Regions from separate parts of the Danio rerio genome. Here region 1 is linked to region 2. Evidence: chromatin contacts called from public Hi-C data. All regions are on one chromosome and are shown on one strand. The core of a region is the stretch at or near the end of the contact, and the rest is flanking DNA. Distances in the headings are between cores, read along the strand shown.

The links. A called contact is a pair of places that touch in the nucleus more often than the background predicts.
Region 1: a contact with region 2 is called in a Hi-C map of an unstated tissue, with 2.4 times the contacts expected there. The contact joins two enhancer-like sites. A contact is called at or near these places in 3 of 18 Hi-C or Micro-C datasets (caudal fin, hematopoietic stem cells and an unstated tissue).

Annotation. Positions count from the first base shown.
Region 1 is chr20:26,174,257-26,178,436 of GRCz12tu, forward strand. palld (palladin, cytoskeletal associated protein) reads left to right here. Exons shown (of 20, transcript XM_073934094.1): 5 at 613-730; 6 at 2,009-2,077; 7 at 2,777-2,918. Among named protein-coding and RNA genes, the nearest start is that of palld, 76 kb to the left of the region's middle. Within about 2 kb of position 2,480, at least 5 of the 62 cell types and tissues checked have an H3K27ac peak or open chromatin away from gene starts, as enhancers often do.
Region 2 is chr20:26,108,483-26,112,940 of GRCz12tu, forward strand. The region is part of intron 2 of palld (palladin, cytoskeletal associated protein); the gene reads left to right. Among named protein-coding and RNA genes, the nearest start is that of palld, 10 kb to the left of the region's middle. Within about 2 kb of position 2,414, at least 6 of the 62 cell types and tissues checked have an H3K27ac peak or open chromatin away from gene starts, as enhancers often do.

The DNA.
Region 1 (4,180 bases), core at 1,230-3,729, 66 kb after region 2:
TAACTTTGTCATTATAAGACAATGATGCAGGATATCTCAATTCATGACCTCTTTAAACTAAATGAAAATAAAATGAAGAAACATTGCCTTTGCAACTAGCTAAAAGTAGTGTGGGTTGTTTATATATATATATATATATTATATTTTGGTATATTTCAATTAACATTTATTTGAGTAAACTAAAATGTTTCTTATGGTTTTAATTTTAGTTAACTATAATAACCTACTACTGAAGCAAATTCTGACCACTGAGGAAAAATATAGTCGAGCTATTTGTGTATTTTATTCCAGTTCCTCCTCAACTGGGTCACATATAATGAACTTTAACTTCAGTCTTAATGGACTGTAATGGAGAAAAAAAGATTGATTCACTTTGTCATCGCTTCAGATTTGGTCACCAACGTTGAGCCAAGATGACTCAAAATGTCCTTTTTTTTAGTTATGGTCTATTTTTTTAAATGAACATTATGTATATATCATTTTAAGCATTTTCTTTTACGTTTAACTTTATAGTAAAATGTTTTCATTAAAAGATAACTTTGCTGTAAAATTGTAGACATTTTCCCAGGTCTGAATGAGTTTTGATATAGTGTTGTTGATGTGTGTTCTCAGGGCACAGAAGAAAACCAGCTCAGTTTCTCTGACGATACACACATCTTCACCAAAGAGCCCAGAAGCTCAACCTCATCGCTCTACGCTGGTCCAGCCGATTTCTACTACACCACAGAGAGTGAGAAATAGCACAGACACATGATTGAATCAAGTTACTATGTAATTTTGCACTTTTGGTTCCATCGTCCCAAAGGAACTAGTTTTTTATTAGGTTATCAAAAAGCCAGAATGTTTTCATGATTTATTCTAAAAATAAATAAAAAAATAAATAAATTGTTCAGTTTTTCTTGTCTTAAAAAGTCATTTTGAAATGCACATACAGTATTATGTTGTGTTTGTTGTTTTTATAGAAATTAAGGGTTATAACTGACTCTAGTGTTCCACTGAAGTTCTTCCATTTGCGAAGTGAAGCAGAACATCATCTAAGCCACAGACAGCTTGTTTTGGCTCTGTGAATGGGTCATTTTTACCACTAGAAAAATACAAGCAGCACAGCACAAAGCCTTATGTGCTTTTTTCCTAATTAAAAAACCTGAATTCACTGTAAAACCCAAAAAGTTAAGTTAAATCAAACCGTTTGAGGAAACCGATTGCAACAAACCATTTATGTTCAAAAACTAATTCTAATGAGTACTGGGAACTTAATCCATTTGAGTAAATTAGGCAATTTGACCACAGTAAAACCCAGTAAATAAAAAGAACTTAAACCAACTGAGTACTGTAAAACCCAATAAGTTAAGGCAACTCAATCCGTTTGAGGAAACTGATTGCTACAAACCATTTGAGTTCACAAAAATCTAATCTATATGAGTACTGTGAACTTGCTCTATTTAAAGTGAAGTACTGAGGTATTTAATTAACTCATTACCTTCAACACTGAGTTAAAAACTCTTTTCAAATGAGTAGAATTAACTTTCAGTACATTTTGAGTTAACTACACTCATTTTATGTGATAAAGTTGACTGTTGGGGTTTACCGTCTAGATAAATATTAAGTCTCTCTAAAACAAAGAAAATAAGTGATTGGAAAATGGTATTCACAAATACTAGAACATGTTACTGTATATTCATGCAATGTGTAAGCCTACATAAAAATATAGTATGATTTGAAGCTTGACATATTTACATGCAAATCAACCCAAATCATCGCTTTATTTAGCCTTTTTGTAAACACCACATTGCGATTCATCAATCAGTAAGATTTCAACTGCAACAAAAGATGTCTATGTAAGTGGAGCCAGTCTACAATCTACTACAATGACACATACACAAATGCACAAATATTTCTGGAAGACTCATCAGGAATGACAACAGCAGATGGACTTATAAAACTCACTCTCTCTGGAAAGATCCATCATCATAACCACACTTATTCTCTCCCTTTCTCTCTCTGTCAGGTCCAGAGTCCAGTTTCTTCACTGTATGCCGGTGATGCTCTTGCTAAAGCGCCCCCTAGCTTCACTAAGGTAACAAAACAGCCACAAAAGAACTTCTTTAGCTGCATTCACAGCTAGTTTGAGTAATCAGAAGTGAATCATGGTATGAACTTTCTCAGACGATTCTCTTTTCTTTGTGATTGGTCATGTGACTCTGTGAACAGGCCTAGGCAGAGCCGCAGACATCAATGCCAAAAGCTGTTTTCTCATTGCGCTAAATCATTTTCCACCTCCTTAAAAAAAGTTTGTTTTTGTAGACCCCTATCATCCCACTTGCTCTTTCTTCTCAGAGACTTTAATCTTCCTAATGAGAGGATGTGCCTTTTATAATACATGGTTTCATGTCATCATCATAGTCTCATACAAACAGGCATACTTTTTGACTTGAACTTTAAATAAACCTATAACCTGTCACATGTAACCACAAGCCTGTTACACACACATACTTTACACAAAGCTTCAAAGAGTGAACACACAACTGAAAGCAACTCACATGCACATGTATAAACAAACTGCGCTTGGACTTTTATGGGTTGCTGACAGCTTCTTTCCTATGAGTCTATTATGTCTTTAATGTAAAAGAGTGTGTACTTGACAATGAAAGAGGTGCTGAAGAAAGAGCAGAATTAGTGGTGGTTTACTTCAGTTTTTCTCTTCATGTGTTTGTACTCTTTGCCTTTGTTTAGCCCTCAGTCAGTATTTCCAGTGTTAACCTGGGGTTCTCTGTAGGTGTTGCAGGACGCACAGCCGTCTGAAGGTCAGGTGGTGGTTCTGGAGTGCCGAGTCAGAGGTAGTCTTCCTCTGCGGGTCCAATGGTTTCGAGAAGGCCAGGAGATCCAGGACTCTCCTGATTTCCGCATCCTACAGAAGAGTAAGAGGAACTACTTGCACTAAGATTTTGTTGTTTTTAGCTGATGTTAGCCGTTCTTTAGGAACCTTTAGACAGTTTGCAAGTAAAATGATCTGTTGGTACTTGGGATTTTTTATATATATATATATATATATATATATATATATATATATATATATATATATATATATATATATATATATATTGTAGCGAGGCAGAGGGAAAACACAAACACAGTTGAGTAAAGTTACAAACAACGCCCCGGAGGGTGCTTTATTTACAAGTGAAATAGTGCGTGAATGAGTGCTCTTCTTAGGGTGCGTGCTCAAGTGCTCCGAGGAGATGGTGAAGGCTGGTGAGAGTTCTGGTGTTGGATCGGTCACGAGCTGGATTCGGCTGTGGGAGAGACAGAAAGAGACAAGCGTTAGCGCAGGGAGTAATTTGGAAATGAAGCTCGATTTCCTCCTGTGTGGGGCTGGCTTTATCTCTCCCTGGCTGATGAGGTCCAGCTGTGAGCGATCCGGTTCTGATGAGTTTTCAGCTGGGGTGAATTTGTGACCAGGGCGACGTAGCATCAGCAGACTCGCTACAATATATATATATATATATATATATATATATATATATATATATATATATATATATATATATATATATATATATATATATATATATATATATATATATAATTGTATATTTTCCAGAAAACACAGAAACAAGGTGTGTGCCAAAATAGAGATTACCAATTTGTAAGCATGAGTGAAAGCATAACCTGTTGAATTCTGCGCTACATAAATTGTCATTGGCACAAATATAATTCCTTACTGGTTAGGTCGACAGTCATTTGATCTTTTTGGACAAAATAATGTTTTTGTGTCTTTGCACATGCCTTCATATTGGAGGAAAAATCTGCCTCAGTTGAACACATACCTTTTTTTTATATCCCTTTTTTTCTTCATTCAGCATTTTAAAAAAAGTGTGGCAAATCTGTCAGGATTCTGTCTGGCATTGTGTCATTATGAAACACACTGAGATCAGTGACTCTAATGAGTAAAACATACAGTACACAGCCAGGGAGTAATTCATTTATAGTTCTGTCTTATTCAAAACTGAATGTCTCAATAGAAATTTTCAGATTTAAATGAGCAATAATCACAGAAGTAGCAGTGCGATATGGTTGTATATCAGCACTAGTGGGAGGCGTGCAACGTGTCTGCTTAGTGTCCCACCAGTGACAATACACCGCCAAATCACACTGCTACTCCTGTGATATGCCAATATTT
Region 2 (4,458 bases), core at 1,164-3,663:
TTTTTGGCTATTTTTTTTCTACTTTTGAGAAGTTTGTGTTTTACAGGTTGGGAAGTCACAATGTACAATGTACTTTGCATAGTATTTTCACACTGCCTCTAAATAGAAACACAGTCTAAATATAAAATAAAGAGATTTCATGCTACTGCATTCTGTTTTATTTATAGGTGCCATATCTTGTTATTGAAACTGAAATATTATATTCATTAAATAATATCATTGTGAGGTAAATAATAACTAAACCTCACAAAATTTCAAAGCATAGTATAAGCTAGAGTTTGATATAAAGCACTATGAATTATAAATGTAAGAGTAGCCTAAATCATTTAAATTCAGTCCGATTTACAAAATGCAACAGTATATGCCTAAACAATTGCACAAGGGCAAAAATACGTTTTCAAGCGGAAAAAAAAAATATAAAAGTCTAATATAGTTTTATCTTTTTTCTCTTTGGATTAGATTAGAATATGTACTGGAAATTAAATCCATTATTTATTTTTAACCTGGGAATAAAGTAATAACTATCAGAAAAAGAATTATCTGACGACATATTAAAATAGTCTATTTAAGAATCAGAGTGCAAAAAACAAAATATTGATACATTTATTATCACTATACTACAAACCACTCTTACATAAATATATCAGTTACACAGAATGTAATGAACAATGAGAGTAACAATAAAACATAATTTAAAACATTTTATTTTTCCATTTTCACACACGTTATGTGAAAGATTAAAGTATGCAGTGTTTTTGCATGTAATATGCTTTCCATGTACAGTCCAAGTCCGAATTATTAGCCCATCTGAATTACTAGACCGCTTGTTTATTTTTTCCCCCAATTTCTGTTTAATGGAGAGAAGATTTTTTCTACACATTTCTAAACATAATAGTTTTAATAACTCAATTCTAATAATTTATTTTATCTTTGTCATGATGAGAATAAATAATATTTGACTAGATTTTTTTCAAGACACTTCTATAATTACCCTAACCTGCCTAGTTAACCTAATTAACCTAGTTTAAATGTCACTTTCAGCTAGCTTAAAGTGACATTTAAACTAGGTTAATTAGGTTAACTAGGCAGGTTAGGGTAATTAGGCAAGTTATTGTATAACGGTGGTTTGTTCTTTAGTCTCTCGAGAAAAAATATATTAAAGGGGCTAATAATTTTGTCCCTAAAATGGTGTTTAAAAAATTAAAAACAAGTTTTATTCTAGCTGAAATAAAACAAATTAGACTTTCTCTAGAAGAAAAATATTAACAGACATACTGTGAAAATTTGCTCTGTTAAACTTCATTTGGGAAATATTTAAAAAAGTAGAAATAAATTCGAAGGGGGCTAATAATTCTGACTTCAACTGTATGAAAACAGATTTGTACATTTAATTTGATGCAGACATCAAAATGAGACCTCATCATAGACCTAAAATAATCGGTGAGAGGTTCATTCTGACTTGTTTCAAATGATTCAATGCAAAATATTTAGTTTCTTGACTAGGTTTACAATGCATTTTCACAGTATTATTTTTAGGGGCACTGTCAGTGCGGAAAGCTGTTAATTTGGTCCTCATTATGCATTGTTGACATGTAACATGAAGTCTTTCTGGTGAACAGCATGCTGTACCTCACCAGCGTGACCAGTTCTAACCAGAATAAACCAGTTTGGATCAGGATGGAAATATTTCAGCCTGCCCTTACAATTTGTTTTCACAGAAGTGAACAGAAAATAGCAACTTAAAGAGATATTTCACCCCAAACAATTCTAATAATTTACTTGCATTTAAGTGCTTCTAAACTTTTATGAGTTGTGTTCTTCTGTTGAACACAAAGGAAGATATTCTGAAGAATGTTGAAGAAAAACCAGTCATGGATGTTCATGATTGGGACAGAAAAAACAAAACATGCAAGTTAGTCTTTTTTCTCTTTCTTTAAGTTTAACAGAACACTCAAAACATGATGAGCATTTGATGATTGTTCAAACTACTAATCTAAAATGAGCTTAAACAACATAATTCTTGAGATTGTTTTTGGGACAGCTTAATTGATTTATGTTTAATTTACTTAAATTTGTTAAGTTGACTTAACCGATTTGTGTTGGGACAACATGAATGAATTGTGTAGAACCCTGCCCTTTAAAAGTGAAGAAAGTAACTCATTAAAATGTAGAACTTTTCTGAGGGTGAACTATCCTTTTAACTCAGTATAAAAGTTAGCCCAGCACACGCTGCTTTCCACCCCAGCAACAGCAGGTTTATCATTGAGCTTTAGAGGGGCAACAGTAAAAGGGGATTTCTGCCCACATGGGATTGCATAATGAAAGGGAACAGAAACACACTTGGACTCCATGGATGTGGTGGTTGCACACTGGAAATGCAAAGCCTCATCCTTCTCTGTCTGCCACTGCAACCGGGCCTCGTCCCATCAATATAAATAGTCCTTCGCCCGGCATGGAGGAGCCAGGCTCAGGAATGCTATCCATGCCATGACTTGACACTTTCCACACGGATTTACTTTCTCCACCTTTCTGCACCTTCTTAGGAAATATGTAGATGTGAGGAAAGAGAGAGAGAGAGGGAGAGAGCAAAGAGAATTGCTCTAAAGGGAGATACAATATGTGTGACCTGCTGTTAATTGGAGATGGACTGACGGTGGGATTCTTAGCCTCTAGATGGGAGTGTTGCATCTCAGGTTTGAGTCAGATTGTGCAAGAGCAGTTTAATTTACAAAAACTCGCACCTCAGAGAGAGACGAGGTATTTATACTGTAGTGATTACATGCAGGTGTTACGTTACCCTGTGTTATATTTATTGAGACATGCTTCTTGTAGTTTGCATGGACAGGCCAAAGGTAAATAAGTAGCTTGATGCTTTCTACAGTAGAAGGGAGAAGAAATCAGTTTGAAAATACAAACATCTCAACTTACATGCAATATAAACTAGAAGTAACAAATCTTTTTTTTTTTTGTATTCCTTTTTTATTTCGGTCCACTTTTGTTTTGTTTATCATAGTTTTAGTAAGTTTAGCTGTTTTGATGTTGTTTTGACATTGTTCAATATTGAATAATTTGTTTTCTCCTTATCAGTACTTTTGTATCGTTTTCCAGTAATAATACTGAAATAGCTTTGAAATAAATATCAGTTGAGTTGATAAACTGAAACATCCATATTTTTAGAGTTTTTTTATCCTTTCCTTACTGGAAACTCAAAAAAGCTTTGTTTCTTTGTCAAGAAGAAGGAGAAGAAATCTGTTTTAAAATTTCAGCTCACATGCAATATAAACAAGAAGTAACAAATTAGATTTTTTTTATTACTCTTTATTACTCTGTCCACTTTTGTTTTGTAGGTTTAGTTTATCATTGTATCAGTTTAGTTTAGCTTTTGATGTTGTTCTGACATTGTTCAGTTTTAGAAAGAAAAAAAAACATTTATTGACAAAAATCTTTCTTCTTATTAGTATTTCTGTATGGTTTTCCAGTAATAATACTTAAAGAGGTTTAAAACGAATATCAATTTACTTGATAAACTGAAAAACATCATTTTTTTAGGGATCTTCTATTCTTTCTTTACTGGACACCCCTCAAAAAGTTTTGTTTTGTTTTGTTTTTTCTCCTTCAAATTATTTTTATAAGGAATTTACAATACCGGTCAAAAGTTTGGGGTCAGTTTTTTAAAATTTTTTAAAGAAAATGATTCCGTGTATCAAGACGGCATTTATTAAATGTAAAAACATTGTTCACAATTGTTAAATATTATCAAAATTTTAAATAACTTCTTTCTTAATGTTTGTAGTTTCAAATAAAAATATTACTCCAGAGTCATTATTGCTTTCGAGCCTGGTCGCTGGTTCGAGCCTCCGCTGGGTCAGTTGGCATTTATATGTGGAGTTTGCTTGTACTCCCCATGTTTGTGTGGGTTTCCTCCGGGTGCTCCAGTTTCCCCCACAAGTTCAAAGACATGCGCTATAGGTGAATTAGGTAAGCTAAATTGACCGTAGTGTATGTTAATGAGAGTGTATGGATATTTCCCAGTGTTGGGTTGCAGTTGGTGGTTCATTCCACTGTGGCGACCCCAGATTAATAAAGGGAGTGGGCTGAAAAGATACAATTATTATTAGAGTGACTCTGAAGACTGGAGTAATGAGGCTGAAAATTCATCATTAAAATCCCTGAAGTAAATTATTAAATTATAAACTTTTTTATAACTGTTTTGAACACTTATTTTATAGTGCAATAACATTTCACAATTTTACAATTTGTACTGTATGTTTGATGAAAAAATGCAGCCTTGTTGAGCAGCAGAAGCTTATTTTAAAACATTTAAAAATCCCCAAACTTTTGACAAGTAGTATATATTCTAATGCATGCAAAATAGCTTTTTCTTAATTACTATTGTGCAACAAAATTAGGCAGTGATTAACAATATTTTTACTGTCAAATAGCAGTTGAAAAAGCTAT